2 separate regions of the Mus musculus genome follow, and region 1 is linked to region 2. A link is a contact called in public HiChIP or PLAC-seq data. All regions are on one chromosome and are shown on one strand. Each heading gives the region's core, a stretch centred on a gene start, on an enhancer-like site or on the middle of the called end of the contact. The rest is flanking DNA. Distances are from core to core; before and after follow the strand shown. Region 1 overlaps Nt5e (5' nucleotidase, ecto). Region 2 has its middle 33 kb from the start of Gm51281.

Region 1 (2,758 bases), core at 39-2,538, 65 kb before region 2:
GAAAGAGAGGGGAAAAAAAACTTCTTAAAATCTCAAAGAGTAACTAGTTAATTTCCATGCATGTTTGTCTTTCTAGGAAGCAGTATGTCAGAAAGGAAGAGGTCACACATTCCCAGGACTGAGCCCTTTACTGAACTGCAGATTAGAAACTGATATCCGCTCTTATCCAAGAGAAGAACCAAATGTCCAGTCCAGCTATTGACAGGCAGACAGGGCAGTCCCTTGTCATGCCTGCTGCAGGCTCCGACTTGAACTACTTTCCTACTTTTTATCATAGACCATTTTTTGTGACTCTGGGGTGTAACTCCTTCAGAGGCAGCATTTGCCTCTTGGGCCTCCTTCCTGCAGCTCTTACACTTTGCAAGCCTGACTGGGAAGGCTTCTGCTCTTTGAGTGTGACATCCAGCCATGCCAGGGTTAGTGGAAAGAACCTGGACAGAGTTCCTCCACTGGTGGGGTATCATGCACTAGTAGTTATGCTACACTTAACTTGGAGGTTTTTAGAATGTGGGTTACAAATAAACAACAAACAAGACAAGAAGGGAACTAATTTAGTGGGCAGTAATACACACAAAAGACTAAATAAAAGACCAGAGTCTATCAGGTGCTATTCAGGTGCTTCAGGGACGTTTTCCTTTGGGCTGTGTGCATGTCACATGCTGAGACATTTCTTAAACTTTAAATTTCTAGCTGAGCATGATGGCTCATGCCACTATTCCCAGCTCTACAGAGGCTTACATAGAAAGACTGCCATGATTTGAGTCTAGCCTGGGCTACAGAGTAAATTCCAGATCAGACAATAAGATCTGGACTTAAAACACAAAAGGATGTATGCTTCCACAAGCTGTGTTCTTTTTACTACATTTACTATGTAATGTTTAACAGACTTAATTTAGCTTCTTGGTAATTTCTTTTCTTTTCTTTTCTTTTCTTTTCTTTTCTTTTCTTTTCTTTTCTTTTCTTCTCTTCTCTTCTCTTCTCTTCTCTTTTCTTCCTTTCCTTTCCTTTCTTCTCTCTCTCTCTCTCTCTCTCTCTCTCTCTCTCTCTCTCTCTCTCTCTCTCTCTTGTTGCTTCTTGGTAATTTCATAAAATGGTTTAGTAAAAGATTGCTTAAGTTTTTTTCAGTGTGTGTGGTGTGTGTGTGTTTGTGTGTGTATGTGAGAGAGAAAGAGAGAGTGAGTAAGTGAGAGAGAGAGAGAGAGTGAGTAAGTGAGAGAGAGAGAGACAGAATAAATATGAGGATATGCTGTGGTACACATGAGGTCAGAGGACAACTAACTTTTGGGCTTTAGTTTCTCTCCTTCTGCCCTTATATGGGTTCAGACTCAGGTCTCTAGGCTAGTACAGCAAGTACCTTTATCTGCTGAGTTTTCTTGTCAGCCTGTCTGAAAAAAAATTTTTTTTTTAAGGCTGGCAAAAATTTGTTTAAATACATGAGTAGGTCTCATTTCATATCATGTCCTTTAATTGCTATATTTAGTCCTCAAAAGAGAGCCAAAACACATTTTCATGGGAGCAAGTTTAATCTTGGTAATCTATTATGAAATGTGAAACAAATGACTTAGACTCGGGTCAGCGTTTAAGAGACTGGATTCAGGAGATGAGCAAGCTACAGCTCACCCTCAGATCTCTCATGTTGCAGGACTTGCTGGCTGGGGCAATAGTTGTAAGAGCAAAAGGATAATCACCATTCCCTCCAGCTTCTTGGGCTAGCAGGGTGCCGTAATCAGTAGCCACACGGTGCAGCAGACTGTGGGTGCCCAAATGATGCCACAAAGTGGCACAGATGGTAAAGAAACATCAAAGTGACAAAGGGGGGGGTGATTGCATCATCTGGAGTAAGGGGTGGCTCTGTGTGTGTGTGTGTGTGTGTGTGTGTGTGTGTGATGGTATTCTTGTGACATTAGTGCTTCCTGTCATACCAGTAGAAGGGGGACCTTACAGTCAAGGTTAAGTCAACATATAACGTTGTCAGCCAGGACTACAAAGCAAAGTGAGACTCTGTCTCCATAAAAATGAAACAAACAATATAAGATCCTGTCTCAAGGTAAAAAGAAACAAAATAACAAGAAAAGAAACTGAAGAACAACAACAATACAAGCAGGATAGTCTGGGTGCTTTGGGGATTTTCGGTTTACTTTATACATATCTCTGAGAGTGCACAAGTCTGTACACGTATACCTGTTAGATCCTCTTGTAAAATGTCATGCTAACTGTGGCTCAAGCCAACATAAAGGGTGAAGTGGCAGGAGCATCAACTGGTTTCTGCTGTGTGTTGTAGCCTTCTAAAACTCCCTTGGGGAAGAGCTACAAAGCCCCCAGAGTTTGAATAGGTCATATCCACAGGATTGCTGTAGAATTGTAATAAGACCAGGCAAGTATGAAGACTCACCTGAAACTGTTGTGTCTTGGATGTGGTTTGTCTAGTGTGTGTTCATGTGTTAGCAGCTTATTAGTCCTCACTGTGGTGACACTGAGGGACGGTGAAACCTTCAAGGAGTGTCTAATGTGAGGTGACAAGGTCACTGGAGCTAGCACCCTCAGAGGAGAGTAGTTCTTTTGAGACCACAGTTAGTTCTATGTGAGGGAGTGGTTGTAACAGGAGGGCCACCACACACACCTGGGCTCCCTGTACATGTCCCTTCCTGATTCTCTCCCATGTTGTGATATGATGAAGAGCCAGGGGGACATTCACCCAAGGCCAAACCAGTGAAGTCAACTGTTCCCAGACTCTTAATCTTCAAAACGGTGACAGACT
Region 2 (2,756 bases), core at 207-2,706:
GGAGGCATTTCCTTTCACTGAAGCACTTTTCTCTGTGATAACTCTAGCCTGTATCAAGTTGACACACAAAACCAGCCAGTACAATAGGTTTTGATAGGAGAATTAACTCTGGACAAAGGAAACATCAGTGTCTGCTGTTTGAGTAAGTCTTCTGGGTTATATACCTTTGTTACATAAAACAAAACAAAACTCTAAGAAAATTGAAAACCACAACAAAATAGCAAACCAGGAGAATAATTTACACCTATATACTGACTTCCTAAATGTATCTTCTCTTAGCATTGCTTGATCCACTCACTGTGTCCCCCCACAACTCATATAGACACATATATTACTCTTTCCTATGTCAATTGAAAGTAATGTGATGGCATTGTTGCCAATTTTCTGAGTTGGAGTTGAGTTTCTTGCTTCATGATTGCAAAGAATGCTGAGCAAGGAAAACAGAAAAAGGGTACAGGACCAAGGCACTGTTGGAAAGAAAAATGTTGGCTTCTAGCAGCAGGGAAGAGTTCAGAAAGTGAATTGCCAGGTAAGTTTTGCAACAGGGATTTTGATATCCTGGGAATGGACAAATTTGATCTCACTCATATGGAAATTAGGCATCCAACAGAAATTCACCTGGCTGGTTAATTTGATTGTGTGTGGTGTATTCTGATTGGCTGATGAGTCAAGTGAAGGGGAGGGCCTGCCAAAAAGTCTTTCAGGCTGGGCAAGATCAGGAAAAACCAACCAACCAACCAACCAACCAACCAACCAACCAAACAGGGCTGATGATTAGTTTACATCTTGATGAGTCAGAAAAATTTGGATTTTAATACATTAGATGGCAAGATCAACAACTTTGGAAAATCTCTGGTGTTCTGGAAGCTGGCTGCTGGTTCCACCAGGCATATAGATGGTTTGTTTCCCTTTGGCCTGTAACCCTGACTGTCTATTTGTTCCTAACGCTTATCAGCCTCATGATACTGCACCCTATGTGATACCAAGTAATGTATTTCTTCTATACAAAGACACTTTCATCTTCTTACTTAGCATTCACAGTGCCATTTCTACCTGCAAGGAACATTGCTGCTGAGACTCAAGGACCAACTTCCCTAAACAGAAAGGGATGCCAATAAAGTCAAGCTGTTGCTCTTGGTGGTTGTAGTCTTTAGCTCCTCTTCTTCTGTTTCTGCTCATAGGATCCTTGAAATGTCCAAGTAGATTTCTTAAAAAGCCTTTCATGGATTCCTACCAGTAGGTCCTTGTTGGGTTGTATTTCTGAGCCAGCACATCTGTCTCTGATCTTATGAGTCATGGAGTTGGCCTTGATACTAGGTGTTTGGAATAAGGGCTTGAAGAATCTGAGCAGAGGTTTGTACACATTTGACGATAAACCTGACTACATGCCTTGGAAGGACACTCATCCAGTCCGTACTAACCACCACCTTACCCCATGCTTACTCTTCACTGCCTCTGAGGTAATTTCTGAAATGCTTCCTGTTTTCCTCTGTGTTGGTGCTATGAGGTCACTGTTAAGCCATCAGAAGTTAAAGAGAAGATTGATAGCAGATTTAGTTTTTTTCTTTCTCTTTTGGGTATTTAAGAGGATACCCACACATTCTCCAACTGCCCTTTGTAAAACAGACACTGTTGCCTATAAACTAAGTTGGGATTTTGAGTTGTGTTATGTTGGATGGGTGGGGTAGCTGAAAAATAAAATGTGAGTTATCACCAATACAAGTTATCCCAGAAGCCAGTATTTAGACAATTCCTTCCCTCTCCTTTCTCTTAGTTTCCCCTCCCTCTCCCTTTCTCTTCCCTCATTTGACAGTGTACAGTCTAGGGTGGCCCAGAACTGAACTCATGGTTCTTCTGCTCAGTCTCCCAAGTGCTGAGATCACAGCAGCACCATCACACTTGGCTAGGTCTCTATTCTCATTCCTCCAGTAATCTATAATCATCAGGAGTGGGGTATGAGATGGTGAAGGCCCAGAGAGAGAAGTGGCTTTCACGACACCCATCTTGCGGGCAGGCACACCCTGGATGAAGGCTTATATCACACATCTAACCCTGAATTTTGTCTCCTGTTGTTGACTATGAGAAAATTCTTACACTGTATCTTTTGGATGCTCAAAGAAGCAGTTCTGCTATACCCAGATGCTGAGAAAGAAGAGAACATTGACCCTCTGTGCAGACACAAGAGACATTGTTACTCACAGAGCGGTGTGTTCTGTGGTCTGTCCTGGTCTATCCTGAGGCCTGGCTAATATGCGCTTTTTTTGTTTCTATAACAGGACAGAACTTATTAATTATTGAAAATTCTTTCCCTTTATTCTGATAAAGTCACACTTTTGTGACCTTCAGAGTTTTCATTAAGAAACAGTGTAGTGGGCAGCAACTCTGTGGGGTCACTGTGACTGCCATGGCCAGCAGAGCAATGACCTACAGGAGGCTGCTCAGGCTAATGCAACTGAGTAGCCAGTGTTGGTTCAAACTTCAGGAGTCTGACCCCCGAGGAGTTTATTTTAGGCATCTGTAAGCACAGTACAGTTTGGTGAAAGCTTTCCTGGTGATAATGATCTCAATCCTGTGTGTACAATAAAGCTGAAGATGAGACTACATTAACACTCACTGTGAAGAACATATGACACCTTTCATAAGGATAGGTTTTATAGATTGACAGGCACATGATAAAGATCTTGGAGAGGATGTGGTGTGGTCCCTACCATACAGATCACCAAGCTATTAACCATGCCTGCTCCCAGCCTTCTGGG

What was found. HiChIP or PLAC-seq counts read pairs in DNA pulled down with a chosen protein or histone mark.
Region 1: a contact with region 2 is called in a BATF HiChIP or PLAC-seq map of CD8 T cells, with 10 read pairs. The contact joins two enhancer-like sites. A contact is called at or near these places in 3 of 115 datasets of contacts at active chromatin or transcription factors (CD8 T cells, the HPC-7 cell line and embryonic stem cells) and 2 of 9 other capture datasets (adipose tissue and liver).

Annotation. Positions count from the first base shown.
Region 1 is chr9:88,356,436-88,359,193 of GRCm38.p6, reverse strand. All of the region lies in intron 3 of Nt5e (5' nucleotidase, ecto), which reads right to left. Among named protein-coding and RNA genes, the nearest start is that of Nt5e, 30 kb to the right of the region's middle. Within about 2 kb of position 1,288, at least 41 of the 459 cell types and tissues checked have an H3K27ac peak or open chromatin away from gene starts, as enhancers often do. A contact at or near this core is called in CD8 T cells, where this site is marked.
Region 2 is chr9:88,291,716-88,294,471 of GRCm38.p6, reverse strand. No RefSeq gene overlaps it. Among named protein-coding and RNA genes, the nearest start is that of Gm51281, 33 kb to the left of the region's middle. Within about 2 kb of position 1,456, at least 18 of the 459 cell types and tissues checked have an H3K27ac peak or open chromatin away from gene starts, as enhancers often do. A contact at or near this core is called in CD8 T cells, where this site is marked.